7 separate regions of the Mus musculus genome follow, and regions 1, 2, 3, 4, 5 and 7 are each linked to region 6. The links are chromatin contacts, called in public Hi-C, HiChIP or PLAC-seq and promoter capture Hi-C maps. All regions are on one chromosome and are shown on one strand. The core of a region is the stretch at or near the end of the contact, and the rest is flanking DNA. Distances in the headings are between cores, read along the strand shown.

Region 1 (2,891 bases), core at 235-2,734, 700 kb after region 6:
AGCTTCAAAAGTCTCTGCAGGGTTGGCTGAGGTCTTTGCTGGGAATGCTGCACAGAGCAACCTTGCACTGATTCCCCTGCCTTGCCCCAGGTACCTACCCAGCATTCTCTGGTAGACATCTTGCTTGCTTATCTACATCTCAGAGTTGGCTTTCCAAGAATCCTAGGGATGCCTGTGGATGGAGTGAGCCACCAAAGACTATCTTAGGTCAGCCCAAGGAGGCTCTGCATGGACTGATGCTTAAAATGCTACCAGATTTCTTACAGCTGGGGATGGAGTAAGCAAGCACTGGAATAAGATTATATCCCCCTTGGGTAATGAGGCTCCCGGTAATGAGGATGATGGCAGAGAGAGTGGCTGGCATTCGGAGACTGCCTAAGAAAAGGGCAAGTATAAAGATTACCAGCACCCAGCTCACAACAGTGTTGAGTCAAAGCCACTGCTCACTTTTCTGTCCCCTCTAACCTGGGGTACCAATCTGGGATGGGCAGGAAGATAAGTTAGCAGACCAAGGACAACTTGGAACAGTAGCACGCGTTCCCTTCCTGCAAACCCTGTACTTAACAATTTTCTTCCGTCTAGAATAGGGTCCCTGGCATCCTTATCGCCAGGCGTTATAAAACCTGAGCTTATCAAGGATGGGGGTGGGGGGAGAGAAGGGTCGCGGGGGTGGGGGGGTTCAAGTGGTGATGCTTCGAAGTTCTTTCCTGGCTGGCATTATTTATTACATGTTTCCTGAGAGACACACTAGGCACTGAACTGCCTCCAGAAAAGAGCCCTTTAGTCAGGACCACAGAAACAGTTGCGGCAGAGCGGGGGCAGATGGGTATGTGATCTAGTTCTTGCTCACTGAGACAAAGTTCACGCAGAGGGAGCAGAGCTTGTAGGTTTGGGCCTAGTCTGGAACCTTCCCTTCTGGATGTCCGGATCTCCTGGTACCGCCCAGCTTGCCCAGCTCAGTCCTGCCGCCTGCTCCTGCAAAGCAAGTTCTCAGGGCCGCCAGCTCCGTGATACCCATTCCTCTCCTCCCGAGTCTCATTTCTCTCAACCCTCCCTTGTCCAGCTCCTCTACTGGTCTCATTCAGAAGAGCACGCCCCCGCGTGTCTGGTCACGCCCCCAAAGCCTGGCTCCGCCCCACAGGACTCCTGGCCACTCCCCCTCTCGTTGTCCAGCCAGGACCACCTCTCCGACTCTCTGACTGGTTTTCTCTTTCTTCTGCTGCTGCCTTACGCCCCACTTACCGGGCTACGACCCTAAAATCTGGCCCGACACTCTCTCTGGGCACTGCTCTTCTCAACTGACCACACCTCCTCTCGCTGCTACGTCCCACCCCTCTCTGTTAGCCTTAACATCCCCAGCTTGCTCGGCCACGCCCCGAAAGTATGGCTCCGCCCCTTCTCAAGACGGCCACTCTTCTTCAACACCACGCCCCTCTAGTTGCCACGTTACGCCCTTCTCCCCAATCACCAGGCCCGGCTCACTTACTGCTCCGCTCTTCCCTCCAAACTCCGCCCTCTCCTCTACAGCACCTCGCCCCACCATCTAGGCCCCGCCCTTAAGGCCTGGCCACGCCCCGGCCACCTCCCTGCTCCTGGCCACGCTCCTCTCTGATTTTGGTTTCTCCCTGCGGCGCTCCGCCCCGCTTGACAGGCCCCGCCCTCCTGGTCCCGCCTCCTCCTGGCACCCAGCCGACTCTCAGCCTCAGCCGGCCGCGGGCATCATGGGCACAGCCTCGTCGCTGGTGAGTCCCACTGGCGGGGAGGTGATCGAGGACACGTACGGGGCAGGCGGCGGCGAGGCCTGCGAGATCCCGGTGGAAGTGAAACCCAAGGCCCGCCTGCTGCGCAGCTCGTTCCGCAGGGGCGCGGGAGCCGGGCCCGGGTCGCTGCCTCGCGCGGCAGGGGGCGGCGGGCTGCTGGGCGCCAGCTTCAAGTCCACCGGCTCGTCTGTGCCCGAGCTAGAGTATGCGGCGGCCGAGTTCGAGCGGCTCAAGAAAGAGTATGAGATCTTCCGGGTCAGCAAGAACCAGGAGTTGCTGTCCATGGGCCGCCGAGAGGCCAAGCTGGACACGGAGAACAAGCGGCTGCGGGCGGAGCTGCAGGTAACGCGGGACCGAGAGCGTCGCAAGCGGGAGGCTCTGAGGAAACTGAGACCCGAGCGCACCGCTCAGCCGCTTGGTGGCACCACCATCCTACCCCAGCTACAAACCAAGTTGTTTTCTAAATTGTGCAAAAGCTGCTCCTCCTTTATGTGGAATCATTATTTGAGTGTAAACTAATTTCTTATCAGCATCTTCCCCTGCCCCTTTCAATTTACGGTTCATTCATTAAGACACGTTGAATCAACCCAAGTCCTGAAGTCGAAAAATTTCTCAGAGCAACTACACACAAACTCCTCCCGGTTTTAGGTATCTCCAAAATGGAGTTCTTGGGTTAGTTTTCTTCGCGAAGTTCGGCAGATTCTGGGGTTTAATGATACGATAGGAATTTTTCTGGAAACCTCCTGATTTTATGGTTTTTAACTGTTGTGATTAAAAGTCTTCCCTGAGAGTACTCAAACTCTCTTAGTCCATTTAGTTAATGGACTAAACAGTTACTGCAATGCTATTGTAGGCCTTATAACAGATCGCCTTTGATTCATTCGGATACTAGGTAAAGCAGAACTTCTCGGAGTAAAAATATGGGACTATATGCCGTGGGTTCGGAGCCTCTCTGGTGGTCATTTGTTTATACCTTTCTTTTCTGTGAGAGGGATCTCTGACAGCCCAAGAGCTCCCGGCACATCAGAACTTAAATAAACATCACAGATTTTTTTGTAAAAGAAGGCTCCTTCCTTCTAGTAGGGCATCATTCCCATAAGCTATGAAGCCCTTCAGAATCTGCTGGGCTAT
Region 2 (2,705 bases), core at 113-2,612, 940 kb after region 6:
AGGTGAAGTGACACCTTGCAGTTTCACTACATTTCCCTGATGATTAAAGACCCTGAGCATTTTTTCACACGTGTGGTCATCTGCATGTTTTTAAAATGACTATGTAGTGCTTTTGTCCCCAGCTTTTTGTCTGTTTGGCTCCTGGAGTTCCTTCCAGGTTCTGACTATTAGCCCCTGGTCAACTGAATAATTTGCAGGTGACATTCTCTCACTCTGGAGCGCGTCCCCACTTGCTCTGGTTCAGTAGCAGGCTTCCAGTTTGATGGCATGTGTTTATTTTGCTTTCTTTTCCTGTGCTTGAGAGTCTTGTTACTCTATCCTGCCCCCCCCCCCCAAATCTTAGCCATTTCAATACCTTAAAATATTTCTGTGTTTTCTTCTCAACATTTTGGTTTAGGCCCTGTATTGGGATTGGTTTTTCGAACTGGTGAGAGGTGAGGGTGTAGTATCATCATCTGTGTCTTTGTGTACATCCAACTTTCCCAGCACTAGCACTGTAAAGGCCATCCCTCCTCAACTCACCACCGCCATGGATGCTAGGTCTACACTAGCCTCTACTCGGCTCCAAAGCTCTGCTTTACCCAGGGCCATGCTACTTCAATCTCTACAGCTTTGTTCAATGTGGAGTAAGCTACATAAGACCTCTTGCTTTCTTTTCCCTCAGGGAGGCTTTAGCAACCTGGGGTTTTGTGGTCGTTTTATTTGGATTTGAGAATTTCTTTTTACGTTGTGAAGAAAAGAAAAAGGCATCTCTTCTCTTGTCCAGCTTGCTCCTGAACATAAGCATAACAAGTTACCGGCTTCACTGTCCTCCTCTCCTCCCCTCCCCTCACCCCCATCCTGCTCTGGGGTCAGTCACCATGACTGTCTCTAATATGAGCATCTGTCACTGAATTTCACAGGCCAAATGTCAATTTTCTACTAGTACTGTGCTTAAAATCCTGTTTGGATACTAAAGTCCCATTCAAATTTATAGCATCTGCTCTGCCAACAAATACTGGAGTGATCCAGGAGAAGTCCATCCTCGTAGATTCCATCTAGAAAAACCAACATGTGACTCTGAAGTTCCCACAGTGGATCTGCACTTCCACTTTAGCTGAACATCTGTTCCTTCCTTCCGGCCTTAAGTGGCTTGCTTAACCCAAAGAGGACATTTTTTTCATGGAAGAAAAGTGCTTTTACTCTCTGTAGTCTCCCTTTCTTGTTCCCAGAAGAAACATGTAATTAAATTATGTATGGACTTCCCGAGTGGGAGAAACAAGTAGAGAAGAAAGCTGCTTTGCCAGCCCGTGGACTAGACTCACAACAACCCTTTACTCATAAAAGCAGGAAGCACCTGCAAGTGAGGCCCGGTGGGACCGCACAAAGATACAGAAATGGGTCACGTGACATCTCTGAGGCACAACCTGGAAGGTTATCTCTAAGTGAGGCCCGTGAAGAGAAAGCAGAGGTACGTATTCATTTGATTGCCACAATCAGTAAATTTCCCCAGATGGAATAGCAATGTGTATGTGTCTAGAATCTCTTAAAACAGGCCCCAATTCTTAAAAAAAAAAAAAAAAACAAAGAAAAGAAAAAATATCACATGGAGAATGTATTGTATAAATACATTTTTAGAGAGAAGGTTCAACTAGGAATTAAAAATAAAATTTTGATTCATGGCTGGGTAGTGGTGGCACACGCCTTTAATCCCAGCACTTGGGAGGCAGAGGCAGGCGGATTTCTGAGTTCCAGGACAGCCTGGTCTACCGAGTGAGTTCCAGGACAGCCAGGGCTACACAAAGAAACCCTGTCTTGAACCCCCCCCCCACAAAAATAATAAATAAATAATAAAATTTTGATTCGTGTTTTAATTTTTTTATGTTAAGACTGTTGAAGAATATTTTAAACTCAGATTCAAATTGGTCAGAAAATAAATAAGAACAATGGATTTTAGTGCTGCACGATGCACACAGCAAACTGAAACCACTGAGAAAAGGGGATTGAAAAGAAAACCCTGTTGAAAGGAACCGCCAAGTAAGTGGAAGGTCTTCTGTTTATGGGTGGGAAACATTAGCTCTGCCGAGTCAACGCCACTAAAACCCCAGCCACTTGCAGTGAGATTAACAATTCTCTGAAAAAGTGATACAGCAGTACAAGAAATGCAGAATAGTCAACATTACTCTGAGGTTGCAGCCTCATACCTCCCTGTCTCAAAGGGTAGAAAACTACATTAAATCAAACCAACACATTAGGGACTTTATCACAGATGGGTATCCAGATCAATGGAATCAAATTGAGAATTCACATTTTGGCAAGGGTGTCAAACATTCAATGGGAAAAGAATGGTCTTTTCTTTTCAACAAGTGATTCAAGTATATGTAGATCTTCATTGCACACCACATAAAATTAATTAAAATTAAAGTTATAGAAGTCACAAAAGGAAATCCATTGTAACCTTAGATTGCTTCTTACAAATGACAAAAAGAACAAGAGACACAAAAGAAGACAAGATGGATTTCATGAAAATTAAAAACTGTGTACTTTTATACAATGGCATCAGGAGAGTTGGAAGGCATCCCTCAGCACTGGAACAATACGTGCCAAACACTGATCTAGGATAGGATTTGTGTTTAAAGTAAAGAATTTCTATAGCTGAGCAATCGGAGAGAGAACTTAATTAAAAATGGGTGAATGAGATTCACACCACCTTGTAAACACCAGTT
Region 3 (2,732 bases), core at 34-2,533, 730 kb after region 6:
AAGATCAGGGACTTGTCTCAGTGAGGATGGTAACTGTTCCTCGTATTTGGCCTAGCTTTCTTGGCTTTGGATTATACTAGAATCAGAAATCGTGGTTAAATGTGTTTCTCTCCCTCCTGTGGTCTCCTGAAGCCACCGGAGGCCTCTGTTGCCAAAGGTCTCACTGTGGTCTCCTCCCTTTCCAGTCAGGACAGAGTGACCTGGAGAAGCGCAGATGAGCTCCCATGGCTCTTCCAGCAGCAGGGGAGCAAACAGAAGCTGCACAGTTGCCTCCTCAACCTCCTCGTGGCTCAGAACCTTTACAAAAGGTCCGAAGCGTCTTCTAGATCACCTCTCCCGGGAGGGTCAGCTTTAACCAGCTGGTTGTTTTATGTAACAACACTGGCAAATGCAATTGCTTTAAAATTTAAAATCTGAGTAGTCTCAGTAGCACCAGAAATACAAACAATAAGCGTGAGGGATTCCGTGACGGTTTATAAATTGTCATGAGATCTTCTTTGTTAGGGGGAAAGTATATTGCTGCTTTTCAAAAATCAGCTAGAGTGATCCCAGGGCAGCAGTATCATACCTTACTCTTACATTTAAGCAGATTTTAAATGGTGCAGAGAAATTATTCCTAACCTCAGCTCCTCAGGGCCACCAGATCTCTCCCTAGTGTCACTTTTAACCAGATTCTGGGCTCCCAGTGGAATCTGACCGGGTTAACGCAAACATTGCTCTACAATGTTACTTCCGTTGCCTCTGGATACATTTGAATTTGTTAATGGCGTAACTGCCCTCTTATTAGCCTGGCTTTTCACCTACTAAGCCGCAGGAAGGATTTTTGGTTTGTTTTCTGCCTCACTTAGAAATTTAGAAATCAGATGTAGAATTTGATTTGCCCCTGCTGAGCTCACAAATTTCATTGTTGGACCCGCTGAGCTCCTTGCAAGCTGCCTGTGAGCCCTGTGGATTCACATTTCACATATGGCCTTTGGCATGGCATCTCTCTCACCCTCCTGCAAATATCACCTGCAAACGAACCCTGTTCCGTTTCCCTCCAGTTCCTCGGGGCAATCACGAGGTTGCTATACGAGATGACCCGTCTCGCTAGTTTCTGCTGCTTAATTCCCATCATTTAAAAATGATTTGGAGGTGAGCTGAGCTAACTTTAGCATCAAATGTCTACCCGGGATTCCAGTGAATAGGCATCAGGGAAGAAGCAAGATCTTAGCCATGGCTGCCGGCATGGCAAATGCCTTCCCGAGTGCTATACACTCGGACAGCAGGTGGCGCTGGTAACCCCTTCTGTATAGACAGTGGTGAGAGGTGAGAGGTCAGACAGCCTGCTGCCAGACACTGCAGCCAGGAGATGTGGGATGGATGGCAGTGTAAGCCTGGCCTCACGGTCCCCGTGCAATACTTGCCTCTAAATAAACTGCCTACAGCTCCGTAGGAAGGAATTCTGACGTTTTCATTTGCTGTGGGTTTTAAAATGTGCTTTCCATTAAGTTAGCCTTGTCTGTTGGAACAGAGGACACTTCGCCGAGTTGCTGAGTTACTGGCAGTTTGTAGGCAAAGACAAAGGTGCCATGGCGACCGAGTACTTTGAGTCACTGAAGCAGTATGAGAACAGCGAAGGCGAGGAGAACATGCTGTGCCTAGCCGACCTATATGAAACCCTCGGCCGCTTTCTGAAGGACCTAGGACTTCTCAGTCAGGTAACCTCAATGGACCCAAAGGCAGGATGACTCACGTTTACACCTCTCTCCTCCCAGGACGGGAGGTTTTTTTCTTTTGTTGGCGCTGAGATCTGTGGTGTTGAATTGCTGTGTTTGATCAGCCCCTCTCGTGCCTTTGTTCCCAGGCCGTGGTGCCTTTGCAGAGGTCCCTAGAAATTCGGGAGACAGCCTTAGATCCTGATCACCCGAGAGTAGCCCAGTCCCTCCACCAACTGGCCGGTGTGTACGTGCAGTGGAAGAAGTTCGGGGATGCGGAGCAGCTGTATAAACAGGCCTTGGAGATCTCAGAAAACGCTTATGGTGCAGACCATCCGCATGCTGCTCGTGAACTGGAGGCGCTGGCGACTCTGTACCACAAACAAAATAAGTAAGTCTTAGATGGCTTCACCCTCAGACCTCACGAAGCGAATGGGTGTTTCCAATGTATGGAAGTGGTAGGTTTGCATCTGTTTATTTTCTTTATCCTCTGTGTCATGGTCAGATGGTATTTCCTGGTCTTCGGGGGTACATACACACAGAAAGCTGCATGAAGGACAGCGCATGAGCTTTGAGGTGATCTAGTTAGAGCTCTTCCACCAGGCTTCATCACTATAATGCTAAGCACGTTGCAACTACAGGGACCATGAGCCATTCTTCTTAGTGGCGGAGTCCAGTTTGGCAAGAAGGTTTTATTGGCTCCCAGCCATATGTTTTATTTGCATATTGTCCATGGTTGCCTCTGTGCTCCACCAGAAGGTTTTCTTAGTTTTGACACAGATCATGAAGTCCACAAAGCCTAAAATATCAACTACACACCATTTGTAGGAGAGCTTGGCTGATCCGCAGTACAATAAACAGGTTTTCAAAGCCAGGCTATACTTCAGCAATGGGGCGTTTGCCTGGTTGTGTATGGCCCTGAGTGCGATCCCTGATACCATAATGAGGAAGACAACACACTTTTTAAAAGTTCTTGTACCTACTGAGTGGCATCTCGACCACTCTCAGAAATTCTTTCTCTTCCTCTACCGTTAG
Region 4 (2,718 bases), core at 100-2,599, 590 kb before region 6:
AATAACCACATCCCTGACTATTGAGTTTGAAAGGTTTCTTGTCCTTGGTCCCCTCCAGCAAACTTAGGAATTGAGAACGCCGAGGGAAGGAGGGGGTTGGGCCCGGCAGTCCCGCAGCAGAAATTGGTCCTGATTCGAGGTGGATGGGACTGAGGAATGCACGCTCTAACCAGAAAGAGGGTGGGGGGGGCGGGGAGGGGAGGGAGTCAGAGCAGCTAAGCTGGAGGAGTCTCCTGGGGAAGTAGAAGGGTCCAAATGACAAAGGAGTCGATTCCACACCAAAAGCCAGAGAAGCGGAAGACAAAGAGGGTTGGCTAGGTGTAGACGAGGTGGAAAAGACACTGAAACTCGGGACAGGTAGGTGGAAGCAGAGACTCTCTGCCTTGTCAGGTTACGGAGACCGGATTTTGAAGACCAAGAAAAGGGACCTGGCTTCATTGGCTACTCTCTGTGTGACCCTAGGCAAGTTGTTTAGACTCTCTGAACCTTGGTTTCTTATTTATTACAGACATGATAAGAGCACCGTCGGAGGGTTACTGGAGTCGGATGGCCGAGTAAAAAGCAAGTGGTGACCCGCCGCGTGCTTGGCTTAAAGATGAGCGGAGTTAGGGAGGAGTTGGACCGAATGCCCAGTGAGTGGTTGATTCATTTAGTTAGGTAGTGGGTTAAATCCACCAGATTTTCAACCCAGATTCACACACTTCCTGTAGAGGCAGGATTAAAAGAGCTGGCCAAGGTGTTTGTAAACAATAAAAGTGCAATTCAAAGTTTGCCGCTGGGGGGTGAAATAGTAGGAGTTAGGAAAGAGGCTGGGCAGCGGCGGGCCGAAACATCGTTTCGTCTGCAACACTGTCAAGGCTGGGCGGATGTGAACTGCTGTGCAGTCCTCCCGCCATTTCCAAAACGCCACAGACCCTTCTTACAGCCACCATAGGGGCGTGAGAGGCTGATCCCTGGAGTCGTCCCTCGGTGCCTGTAGGAATGGAGGGTGAGAACCCGGTGCGGGCAGTGGTGGGGCGATCTTGGGACGAGTTGGTTAAGACACTCCCAACAGCTAGGACACAAAGCAGGGTGGCAGGGAATGAATGCCGCACGGCCGCCAGAGCCCAGAGTGGCAAGGGGACAAGGCTGAGGCCAGCCCAGCGGCCAGCCGCAGCGCCGCCTCCCGGGAGGAAGGCGGGGGCTGGCCCGGGGAGCGGAGGGAGGCGGAGAGCGGAGGAGGGCGGCGCGCTGAGAGGTTATTTGTGGTTCGCTTTGATCCCGAGGGGGAACCTGAAACTCTCACATTCCTGGCATAGCAGCCGCCTCCAGCGCGGGCTGACCTAGAGGCTGCGCACTGGGGCGCGAGCAAGCAGATCATCGGCGCCACCGACTAGTGCGCACCTCCGTTGCTGACTGTACCTAAGCCGAACCGGGTCTGCGTGCGCCGGCAGCCGCGGGCCGCAGCGGTAAGCAAGGTGCCGGGCACTCCGGGCAGTGCGCGAGGCCGGCGGGGACGCTTCCCAGCAGCAGCGGGACACCGCGATCAGTCCGACCCTTTCTGGAGATCGGAGCTGGGGTGGACGAGCCTCCCCGGGAGCGGGAGGGGAGACTGTGAACCCTTTCGAGGATCGATCCTGGGTGTCTAGCCTAGACTGCTCGCGCTTTTGTGGGGGTGAGGACACCATTCTCCGACCCACTGGGGCTGGAGGAAGGACAGAGGATCAGTGTTTGGGAGTGTGCGTCTCGCGTGCGGGGCAAGTGAAAAGCTGCGGTAGGCATATCTCGCTGAATTATGAGGTTACCGTGGCTGCTTTGTCTGGATTGGGGATACAGGTGGCTTTTACCCTCAGCTAGCTCAAGAATTCCTCTTTGTCTTCCTTGGAAAATCCTCTGCGGAGCCACGAACTGGCTCTCACTTAGAAAGAATGCAGCCTGCTGTCCAGTCCGGTGACGTCAGCGCTGAAGTATTTGGAAAACAAAGAGGGTTAGGGAGAGAGGCGTACCCGCGATGCTTAAAGACCTCTCGCGGTTGCGGGTTTTGCTCGCCCGGGGCGCTCGGGCAGCCACCGGTGCTAGTGGTCTGCCTCGGTAGAGGTGAGTAACGCCGGGACCCTGGACTGGCCTGGTTGACTTGGAGACTAGCGTTGGTTCCTTTTGCTGGAGTGAGCCCAGGCCAAGGCCAGAGACCCGTGTTTGCTTAGAAAGGTGGCTGGTTTTCCGAGTGCAGCGCTCCAGTGCAGCCCAGGTACAGCGCCCGTGTAAGGAAGTTGATTTTCAGTAAGTGCTCTTATATAAGTATTTGAAAGAAAGATTGTGCATCTAGGGGATTCGATTGGGACGTTTGTGCGATGAAAGGCCTCGGAAATGTTCGGTGCTCCGAGAGCCTGGCTCATAGTCGGCGCGCCTGGAATCTGCCGGGAAGGCTCAGCATTCCTTCTAGCCGCTCCCGGATCCTTAGCGCGAGTCAGCCCAGACAGTGATTAACTTAGGAAATACCGCGTAGAAAAAGCCGCGTGTGAGCAGACTCTTCAAGTCTTACACATTGCAGGGTGCAGTTGGGGGGGGGGGGGAGGATTAGTTGCTGGCTTGGGTATCGTCAGGGCTCATTACCTTTCTCCAGCTCTGCCAACATACCATTCCCAAACTGAGGTAGGACAGGGGGCTAGCATTAGTATGGCACAGAAAGGGGCCACCACCCCCTTCCTTTGTCTCCCCCCTCGCCTCATTACCCCATCA
Region 5 (2,800 bases), core at 293-2,792, 960 kb after region 6:
CAACTTTATTACTGTGCACATTCACGTTTTAGAACTTGGTTTGTTTGCAGTCACGCTTGCTAGTATGATTTACACTACTACTACTGCATTAGAAAAGAATATCCATAGTTTCTCGGGGGAATACGAATGCTGGTATTGGCCCAGGACTCAAGCTAGCTTTAAGGTCTTTACATCCCTGTTTCTTAACTCTGGCTCCTCTTTTTCTCCTTTAATTTGTTTGTACTTCCTGTTTCCAAACAAATGTGAACTCAGTGTTTTCTCAACTAGGACTGGCGGTCCCGTCCCTGAACGTAATGTGGTATTAACAGCCAGAGCCACCATTTGCGATATTGCAACTTAAACATTGGTTTATACTATATATGAAAATTAAAGGGGCTTTTATGCTGTAAGCTAAATTAAGTTAAACAATGAGGCACTAGAAACAACAACAACAAAAAAAAAAACTAAACTATAGAATAAACGGGAAAAGCAGATCGTGGAAGTAAAAAATCACTACTTTGGGAGTTCATCTCTGTGTTAGGGGGCGATTTTTATTTACATCATCCTTCCACCAAGTGATTAGGGAAACGGTTTCAAGGTAAGAGTGGCTAATTTAGCATCTTACAATAGGGGTTTTTTGGGGGGCGGGGGCACGCAGGTGTACTCTCAACACCCACTTCATTGGGCGTCCAAAGTGCTGCTTCACCTACACCAAAAGCCGCGTTCAGAGGTGAAATCACAGCCCAGCACGGGCAACAGTGAACAGGCCAGGCTACTTTACAAGAAGGAAAAGCCTTGGGGGGAAAACTTGGTGTTTGATAAAGGACTTGAGGAAGAGAACAGCAGCTGCCCCTCCTTTCCCATCAAATCGAAACAAAACTGAGACGAGGAAAAAAGAAAGAAAAAAAAAAAAAAATCGAGTCTACGCGGGACCCCAGAGGAAGGAAGCAGGACCGCTAACCTAAGAAAACCGGAGGCGCCGGCATCCAGGAGGGAATCCCGAGGGCGGAGCCCACAGGGGAAGGAGGTGTGGAGTTGAGTCGGGGAGAGTTGCCGAGAGAAGTGGGGGACAGGGATAGTGATGGGAGAAAAGACGGCCAGGCAGAGAGAGGGGTGGGGCTGCCGGGCAGTGCCCCGGGCAAATGTCACTCAGAGCCGGGGGAGGGGAGGGTCCGAGCGCAGGGATCCCTGGACGGAGGATCGCGGCTTCAGCAGGTTCGAGCCACACACAGCAGCTTAACGCCGCCCGCTCTGGGGTCCCTGCCCGGAGCCCCCGGGTCCCCGAAGGTGGGAAGCGGCATCGCAGAAACCCAGAGCCGGAGGCGGCTTTACCTTCGCAGGAGGCTGGAGGCGCTCCAGCCCGAGCTCCGCCCGCCGCCGGCTCCACGTCTTGAGTAGGATGGAGGCGCCGCCGGCCCCGTCCCCTCTCGCTTTCCTTTTCCCCGCCGGGGCCTGTCGCCGCGGGTTCCTGCGCCGCGGCCCCCACCCCTCCGCTCCTCCCTCTGCCTCTCAGAGGCTCGCCCTGGACGCCGCCATCTTCCACCAGGCTTGCGAGCGCTGAACCCTAACGCGCGTGCGTGGCCGCCGCCCCGGCCGTCACGAGACCCTGTCAGCTGACCTCGGCGCTTCCGCCTCGCGCCCCGCCCTCGGGAGCACTGTGCTCCCTCCCTCGGTGGCCCATTCGCCGTCTTCCGGGAAGCGCCGCGTGCGCGCCGCCCGCCGTTCCGCCTCTCGGGAAGTACGCGTGCGCTTAGCGAAAGAGAGCCTTGGCCCAAGCAGAAGGCGAGGCGCCACGCCCCCTGGAGCGGTCCGAGAGGCCACGCCCCCTGAATCCCTGGAGACACGCCTCTCAGCCAGACGCTGGCATTGGCTACTGTAACTCTGCAAAGGAGCAGCTCTGTTACCTAGCCCTAGTCTTCAGTGTCCTGGCGCATCCACGAAGCCGTCGAAAGCCTCAGTGCGCATCTCTGGTTTAGCTGCATCGTGGGCATAACTTTTACTCGCTACTGACACACCCTGAACGCGGATTTAAGTTTTGAGTGTTCAGGGAGATAATGGAGACCGAAGCCTCAGAGGTCAAAGGCCTTTGCGGGTGAAGTGTTGGGACAGTTAACACTGCTGCCTTCCTGGACCTCTGATCCCAGAGCCAGGATTTAATTGGCCAACTACTTAAGGTCAATTAACTTGCAGCCGTCTGAGATAGGGATTATCCTCTATTTTCAGATAATAAATTGATGTGTAGTTCCACAGTAGTAGACTTAGTATTTGAGCTCAAGTAAGTTGACTCAAGAACTGCTCTCTGGATAGGAACTCACTGAAACTATATGAAGAGGGGAACTCAGGAGAGTGACAGTATCAGAATGAAACAAAGTTACAGATGACAATTGTGTCAGAGCTCTGAGCAACAGACGGTGTCTCATCTAAGATGTGAGAGGGGCAGACTACCCTCTAAAACGTGATTCTGTGGGGGGAAAAAAACTTGTATGGACACACAGTTCTAGGTTTAAATGCTCTGGTGAGCCTAATATTATTATTGTGTAGCAACCCTGGAACTGGAATTTCTCAGGGACCCCGTCTGTGGTTGAATCGTTTCATAGATGGAGGTTTTGGGATGAAAAACATGTAAAATGGTTTCTACAGACTTGACTTTTTGGCCGACTGACCCATTTGTGTTACTGGAGACGACTAGATTTTTCCTTAGGAAGGCTTTCCCACACTGTCCCAGTGAAATAAAAGTGCCTGTGAGCAGCCAGAAATGGCTTGCTTGGAAAGATGAGACCTGAAGTAGAGTGGAAAGGGGAAAAAACAACAATGAAAAACA
Region 6 (2,910 bases), core at 324-2,823:
TAATAATTCAGCATTTTATCAATAATTTACCCTTAGCAACTTTTTTTTGTTTTTGTTTGTTTGTTTGTTTGTTTGTTTTTCGAGACAGGGTTTCTCTGTGTAGCCCAGACTGTCCTGGAACTCACTTTGTAGACCAGGCTGGTCTTGAACTCAGAAATCCCGCCTGCCTCTGTCTCTGCCTCCTGAGTGCTGGGATTAAAGGCGTGATCCACCACTGCCCCCGGCTACCCTTAGCAACTTTTAAGAGGTAACATAAGAATGGGGTTTTGGTTAGAACCTAAGAGTTTTCTTACTGTAGATAGGCCAGAATAGTCAGATATTACCTGGGGACAGTGAAAAATGAGAAAGGGCATGAGCTATCAAAGGTGGCAGGATCTAACTGGATTTTTACAAGGAGAACGACCAGTAGTCAGACTACAGGTTTGGCTAAGTAAAGATTCTTTGTCACAAAATGCCGGAAGTACACATCAGAAAAGAAAAAAACCAACTTCTGTAATAAACTGTGCCGGGAAAATTGGATAGCCATACATAAAAGAAGGAAACTAGATCTTAATCTCTCTTGCGTTACACAAATATCAACTCCAAATGGATTAAAGACCTTAATGTCAGAACTGAAATCCTGAAACCAAAATAGTCAAGGGCTTTCTGAATAGGGCCCTAGTTGCTCAGGATATAATACGAACAACGGACAAATGAAATGGGATTGCGTGAAGTTAAAAGGTTGTGCACAGCAAAGAAAAATTAATCAAATGAATAAGCATACAGATGGGAGAAAATCTTTGCCAATTATACACCTGATAGAGGATATCTAGAAATACTTTTTTTTGGGGGGGGGGGGGTGGAGTTTCAAGACAGGTTTCTCTATATAGTCCTGGCTGTCCTGGAACTCACTTTGTAGACCAGGCTGGCAACTCAGAAATCCGCCTGCCTCTGCCTCCCAAGTGCTGGGATTAAAGGTGTGCTCTACCACTGCTCGGCTTAGAAATACATATTTTAAAAGTCTTGAATGTGAATATAACCTAATCAATAATCTAGCGTGCCTTTCATCACCCAGTCTTCTTTCCGTTACTGTTTTTGGCTTTGGTAAGGATTGATTGTTCATCCACTTTGGGGAGTCAGACCTTGACTTTCTTAACATCCTCCCACCCACAAGCCGCTATTAGCTTCATGCGCTGCCCCGGCACCGTCAGGAGAACTCGCCACTGGACCCCCTCGCCCCACTTCTGCACGTTCTGGACTTAAGGCTGATCGGTCCGGCCGCCCGCAGGCCCTCGCCACGAACGATGAGCTGCGCCGCAGCCGAAACTGTTGCCGCAAACCCAGACCCCAGAGCATCTCGGGAAAGCGTGCCCAAGGACCGCCCTCTTCCGACCGCTCCGCTTCCCAGAGCGGGGGCCCCGATGACGCCACTTCCTCCGGAAGAGGTGTGGCGTCCGCTCGGTTGGCGCGAAAGTCGGTTCCCGGTCTTGGCCCTTCCGGGTTCTGCAGCGTTAGCTTCGGGTTGGGGGCGCCGCCGAGGGCGGGGGCTGCGCGCCGGGCTGGCGCCCGACCCCAGCCGCCGTCCTGCCGGCCGCGCGCCCCCCGACTTGGTGCCCGTGGGCCCTCGGGCTCCACCTAGGTGAGCGAGCTTCGGCTCCTCCCGGCCGGCGTGGCCGCCCGGCGCCTCTTGCGGCCTTCGCGCCTCTCCTAACCGGCGGGTGGGCCTCAGGTCCCTGGGGAGCCGCGGCCTGGACGCTCCTTTCCCTGGGAGCTGGGCCGAGCGTGCACGACCTTGCACGGTGGCTGCTTGCGTTCAGAGTTCGTTAACTTAGGAGCAAATCTTGCGGGCTGTGGGTACCCGTAGCCGCAGCGGCGCCCTGCGTCGTCTTAAGCCCCATGCAAGTGAACAGTGAGTGACTGAGGACCAAACCAAGGGTCTCAGGGGATTCAATCAGGAACGTTCATTTTGTTCTCACGTTTGCAAGGATCCGTGTCCTTTTTTTTCTTCTTCGACTTTGCCCACCTTCTGGGGCCCTTTGTAAACATCTTGAATGAATTGATGAACCAAGCCAGATAGCTATGTCTTAGGCACTCTTGTCTGCATAAGAAAATAGTTGATTTGCAGGCCGGGCGGTAGTGGCACACTCCCTTTTTTGCCAGCTTGAGTGAGGCAGAGGCCGAGCATCTCTTGAGTGCCAGGCAGACCTAGTCTACAGAGCGAATTCCAGGACTGCCAGGGCTTGTCTCAAAACTAAAAAAAAAAAAAAAAAAAACCAAAAACCCTACAAAAATAGTTGACTTGTACATTTAATTCCCTGATTGACTGACTGACTTTTGTTCTTCTTGACTGCCTTATTCTCACAGTTCAGCTATGTCCAGAAATGACCAAGAGCCGTTTCTTGTGAAGTTTTTAAAGTCTTCGGACAATTCAGAATGCTTTTTTAAAGCTCTTGAGGTAAGAATTAATGGATATGTCTTATTTGATACTTGAGCTCATTTTCATGTTTTAAATGTTTTTGCTTTGTTGGATTTTATGTCTTAGAAGTAGATAATTTTAATGAAATTTTGCTATAGCATATGCTTAATACAGATAAATCACTGCTATATAATTTTTAGTTGATGCAAGTTTACCATTATATTTTTTGGGAGGATTGAAATCTATTGTGACAATTGGATGTTAACCTACAGTTTGATCCCCTACCCCCGCCCGGTCTGTGTCTGTTTGTGTGTGTGTCTGAGCCATCTTCCCAGTCCTCTGACTTAGAGTTCCTGACTTGTTTTGTTTACTAACCCCATTGATCCTTTAAGCACTGAAAAACGGAGTCACAATGCAATAGTTTTGGTTCATTGCTTGCTCTCTCTCTTTCTCTCTGTCTCTCTCTCTCTGTCTCTCATACACACACACACACACACACACACACACACACACAC
Region 7 (2,754 bases), core at 84-2,583, 760 kb after region 6:
TAGAGACTTGCTGGGGAGGGACCTAATGCCACAGATTCTATTGTATACTGCAGTCCATCTAAAATAGCTCCCTACACTTTTCTCACCTCCAGGATGAGAGAAAATGATCAGCAATCCCCTAGGACCGTGGTGAGAAGAAACATACATGTAACGGGAGGTCTAACAGCATGCTGCCGACTGTGGTCGTCTACGAGGTTTGCCATGCACGACTGCTGTTCTAAGAACTGCACATAAACTGCTTCAGTCTTCAGAACTATGGCGGAAACAGGCGTTCCTGTGGCCCCACTTACAGGGAACAATCTCACCCAGAAGTTCAGCAGCTGTTAGAAACCGTTCTAAGTTACTGACTACTCAGTAAGCTGAGAAGTGAAGCCACTCAATCTTCTAAGCCCATTTAAGGAGAGCAAAGAGGAGGGGTCAGGAGCCCTGGCAAAGCCAATATTCAGGGATATTCGTGAGCACCCTAGTAACTAACTCTCCCTCACCCTGCTCCATCTAAGTTACACCAAGAGGCATTTAGGAAACGGTGCTCTATCCTCGGCGACTTTACATGAGATATTATACTCTGACAGAGCTTTCTATGCATCAGCCGATGCAGAGCCAGGTAGACTAATAAAGATAATGGTGACAGGAAACTGGGTACAGGACAGCAGGCAGAAGAGCTCCACCATATGGATGGATGGCTTGGATTGTTTGTTTTTTTTTAATAAAATGTTATTTTCCTTCCTTGCAGAAAAAAAGGGGTCTCACTACACAGCCCAAAGTGGCCTACAACTCCTGTAGCCCAGACTGACCTGGACCTCACGACAACCCCCTCTACCTCACCCTCCCGAATGCTACGATGAATCGTGAGCCAACTCGCTTGGTGAAGAATATCTTCTGACTAGCATAAGACATGGCCTTGCCCATCTGGGAACTGGACCTCCACAGCAGGAAAGGAGCGGCAGGAGGCCGGCTGAATCCCTCGCGCGGAGCGTGGCCCTGCCCGCCCCGTCATGGATCACCTGTAGGGATTGGAATCCAACACCTCGTCGCTCATCTCCTGGATGCGGGTCCGGCCGCAGTGGCCGTCCCCTCCAGAGCGCCGGGTTCTCTCCCGGGCGAGTTCCTGCTCCAGCTCCTCAACCCGCTGTCGCAGCCGCTCCACCGAGTCGGCCATGGCTGGGCTCCCGGTGGCCTCCGATCCCAGGCCGGACCGCCGCCGTCGCCGTCGTCGCCGCCTCCCCACGCTGCCTCGCTGGGCCCACGAAGCGCAGGAGGAACAGACACAGCCTTCCAGGTCCAGACACCGGCGAAGCGGCTCCAAGGCTCCCAGTAAGACACGTCTCCGGCACGCCCACCGGGCTTCCGGCGTGCCACTTCCGGTGCGCCGCCGCCATCGCTCCGCTCGGTAAAAAAAAAAAAAAAATAATAATAATAAATAAAAACACTCCTCAAAACACTTAGCTTTCTTCTCTAGAACCAAGACCCAGGTCTCAGCAGAGCCAGCATCATATGTGTCCAGATCAAGTCGACGGCCATTCCGTCTTTCCTATCTAGGAGGCCATGAGAAACACCAGGGTCTTTTAATGCAGGCTCAAGGTTCTGGCGGACTCTCTTCTTGCACGGACCGCACAGGTCTTCCGCTGGCGCGTCCTTAGTCTAGGGTGACAGCTGTTTGTCTTCATTCGCCAGAGTCACGTTTGCGACCTTGTTTTTCTATAAGACTGAGGACTCCAGCTCTGACGCTGAGGGTAAATTCTAAGTCTGGTCCCACAACAGGCAATTCTTTTATTTCTCCACCAGACTCCGAGTCCCAGACTCCGCCTCCCACATGGCTTTGCAGCAACACTGCCCAGAGTCCCGGTGATTGGCTTCTCCTAAGCCCCGCCCGACCACGCCCCCCCCCCCCCCCCCCCAAGTGCCGGTCTCCTTTCTGCCTTGGCGCAACCTCCGTACAGTCTGTGGATTCCTCGGTGACAACAGTGGCGGTCATGGAGACGGATGTCACCAGTGACACCGTGGAAGTGCTACCCCAGCACAAGTTCGACCTCAGGTCCCTGGAGGCCTACCTGAATCAGCACTTGCCGGGCTTTGGGTCAGATTCCCGGGCTGTGCTGACTGTTACTCAATACAGGTATCAACCATAGCCTTTGCCTCCTGGGAACATGTCTGTGCTTGGTGCTTCGCTTCCTTTGGCCCTGGGTGGGTGTCTCATTTGCCCGGTCGGGATTTCTTTCCCTGCAAGGATGCTTCCTGGATAATTTGTACTCGAATCCCAGGCTAGTCTGAATTAGAGGGCAGGAGCAGAGGTGCAGTATCCATTATGCAGTGCAGTCTTGTTAAGGACTAAAATTATGTGTCTAATTCACCGAGAGTGTTGCGGCTGAACACTCTTGAATTCCTAATAGATATCTTCTGTGACCTTCTGTGCTACAATCTAAAGATCAGTTTCTGAGGGGCTGGTGCCATTTTGTTTAATTGACCTTAGTCACCTGGGGCTAGGTTAATAATACCAGCTAAAATATACCAATTCGATTCTAGACATTCCACTTCACTGTTTTTAGCACCACTTAAGGCCTAAGTTCTTGAAGCAAGGGAATTAAACGGGAGGAGGTGACTCCAAGAATACCTTTCCCCACTGACAAGTGAATCTGGTTTTAGTCTGGTGTTTTGTAAATAGAGAGGGTATTTTTTGTTTGGTTTTTGATTTTTGTTTTTTTTTTACTTTTATACAGTTCCAGTATAAAACCATTTCATATGGTTTCAGTAAAC

Evidence for each region. Promoter capture Hi-C pulls out the DNA fragments that hold promoters and counts their contacts. A called contact is a pair of places that touch in the nucleus more often than the background predicts. HiChIP or PLAC-seq counts read pairs in DNA pulled down with a chosen protein or histone mark.
Region 1: a contact with region 6 is called in an H3K27ac HiChIP or PLAC-seq map of extraembryonic endoderm stem cells, with 8 times the contacts expected there. The contact joins the promoter of Nphp3 here to the promoter of Topbp1 in region 6. A contact is called at or near these places in 13 of 39 promoter capture datasets (the 3T3-L1 cell line, 3T3-L1-derived adipocytes, the C10 cell line and 9 more), 2 of 15 datasets of contacts at CTCF or cohesin (large pre-B cells and pro-B cells), 12 of 484 Hi-C or Micro-C datasets (B cells, CD4 T cells, CD8 T cells and 8 more), 15 of 115 datasets of contacts at active chromatin or transcription factors (the 230-238 cell line, astrocytes, cardiomyocytes and 12 more) and 3 of 9 other capture datasets (adipose tissue, embryonic stem cells and liver).
Region 2: a contact with region 6 is called in an H3K4me3 HiChIP or PLAC-seq map of pro-B cells, with 4 times the contacts expected there. The contact joins the enhancer-like site here to the promoter of Topbp1 in region 6. A contact is called at or near these places in 1 of 39 promoter capture datasets (pre-B cells), 1 of 484 Hi-C or Micro-C datasets (CD4 T cells) and 6 of 115 datasets of contacts at active chromatin or transcription factors (the SCID.adh cell line, astrocytes, embryonic stem cells and 3 more).
Region 3: a Hi-C map of embryonic stem cells shows a contact between it and region 6, with 4 times the contacts expected there. The contact joins the enhancer-like site here to the promoter of Topbp1 in region 6. A contact is called at or near these places in 2 of 39 promoter capture datasets (hippocampal neurons and liver), 1 of 484 Hi-C or Micro-C datasets (embryonic stem cells), 3 of 115 datasets of contacts at active chromatin or transcription factors (embryonic forebrain, embryonic stem cells and large pre-B cells) and 1 of 9 other capture datasets (pancreatic islet).
Region 4: a contact with region 6 is called in an H3K4me3 HiChIP or PLAC-seq map of embryonic stem cells, with 8 times the contacts expected there. The contact joins the promoter of Amotl2 here to the promoter of Topbp1 in region 6. A contact is called at or near these places in 2 of 39 promoter capture datasets (the 3T3-L1 cell line and cranial neural crest), 3 of 484 Hi-C or Micro-C datasets (embryonic stem cells, nephron progenitors and reprogramming fibroblasts) and 4 of 115 datasets of contacts at active chromatin or transcription factors (embryonic stem cells, forebrain and stem cell-derived neural progenitor cells).
Region 5: a contact with region 6 is called in a promoter capture Hi-C map of pre-B cells, with 5 times the contacts expected there. The contact joins the promoter of Dnajc13 here to the promoter of Topbp1 in region 6. A contact is called at or near these places in 3 of 39 promoter capture datasets (hippocampal neurons, neutrophils and pre-B cells), 1 of 484 Hi-C or Micro-C datasets (CD4 T cells), 4 of 115 datasets of contacts at active chromatin or transcription factors (the SCID.adh cell line, astrocytes, large pre-B cells and 1 more) and 2 of 9 other capture datasets (liver and macrophages).
Region 7: a contact with region 6 is called in a promoter capture Hi-C map of neural stem cells. The contact joins the promoter of Uba5 here to the promoter of Topbp1 in region 6. A contact is called at or near these places in 6 of 39 promoter capture datasets (cranial neural crest, hippocampal neurons, liver and 3 more), 3 of 484 Hi-C or Micro-C datasets (B cells, CD4 T cells and CD8 T cells), 5 of 115 datasets of contacts at active chromatin or transcription factors (the 230-238 cell line, astrocytes, embryonic forebrain and 2 more) and 3 of 9 other capture datasets (adipose tissue, embryonic stem cells and liver).

Annotation. Positions count from the first base shown.
Region 1 is chr9:104,001,060-104,003,950 of GRCm38.p6, forward strand. Nphp3 (nephronophthisis 3 (adolescent)) reads left to right here and starts at 1,485. Exons shown (of 27, transcript NM_028721.3): 1 at 1,485-2,102. The coding sequence starts at 1,722. Gm33054 (predicted gene, 33054) reads right to left here and starts at 1,300. Exons shown (of 2, transcript NR_168653.1): 1 at 1,243-1,300; 2 at 701-975.
Region 2 is chr9:104,242,924-104,245,628 of GRCm38.p6, forward strand. All of the region lies in intron 2 of Dnajc13 (DnaJ heat shock protein family (Hsp40) member C13), which reads right to left. Among named protein-coding and RNA genes, the nearest start is that of Dnajc13, 19 kb to the right of the region's middle. Within about 2 kb of position 1,363, at least 57 of the 459 cell types and tissues checked have an H3K27ac peak or open chromatin away from gene starts, as enhancers often do. A contact at or near this core is called in pre-B cells and pro-B cells, where this site is marked.
Region 3 is chr9:104,034,193-104,036,924 of GRCm38.p6, forward strand. Nphp3 (nephronophthisis 3 (adolescent)) reads left to right here. Exons shown (of 27, transcript NM_028721.3): 19 at 186-308; 20 at 1,514-1,700; 21 at 1,847-2,088. Among named protein-coding and RNA genes, the nearest start is that of Uba5, 28 kb to the right of the region's middle. Within about 2 kb of position 1,284, at least 21 of the 459 cell types and tissues checked have an H3K27ac peak or open chromatin away from gene starts, as enhancers often do. A contact at or near this core is called in embryonic stem cells, where this site is marked.
Region 4 is chr9:102,716,455-102,719,172 of GRCm38.p6, forward strand. Amotl2 (angiomotin-like 2) reads left to right here and starts at 1,350. Exons shown (of 10, transcript NM_019764.2): 1 at 1,350-1,448.
Region 5 is chr9:104,261,388-104,264,187 of GRCm38.p6, forward strand. Dnajc13 (DnaJ heat shock protein family (Hsp40) member C13) reads right to left here and starts at 1,543. Exons shown (of 56, transcript NM_001163026.1): 1 at 1,312-1,543.
Region 6 is chr9:103,303,754-103,306,663 of GRCm38.p6, forward strand. It overlaps Topbp1 (topoisomerase (DNA) II binding protein 1), which reads left to right and starts at 1,574. Exons shown (of 28, transcript NM_176979.5): 1 at 1,574-1,618; 2 at 2,344-2,434. The coding sequence starts at 2,351.
Region 7 is chr9:104,061,788-104,064,541 of GRCm38.p6, forward strand. Uba5 (ubiquitin-like modifier activating enzyme 5) reads right to left here and starts at 1,334. Exons shown (of 12, transcript NM_025692.3): 1 at 1,005-1,334. The coding sequence starts at 1,159. Acad11 (acyl-Coenzyme A dehydrogenase family, member 11) reads left to right here and starts at 1,937. Exons shown (of 20, transcript NM_175324.4): 1 at 1,937-2,116. The coding sequence starts at 1,974.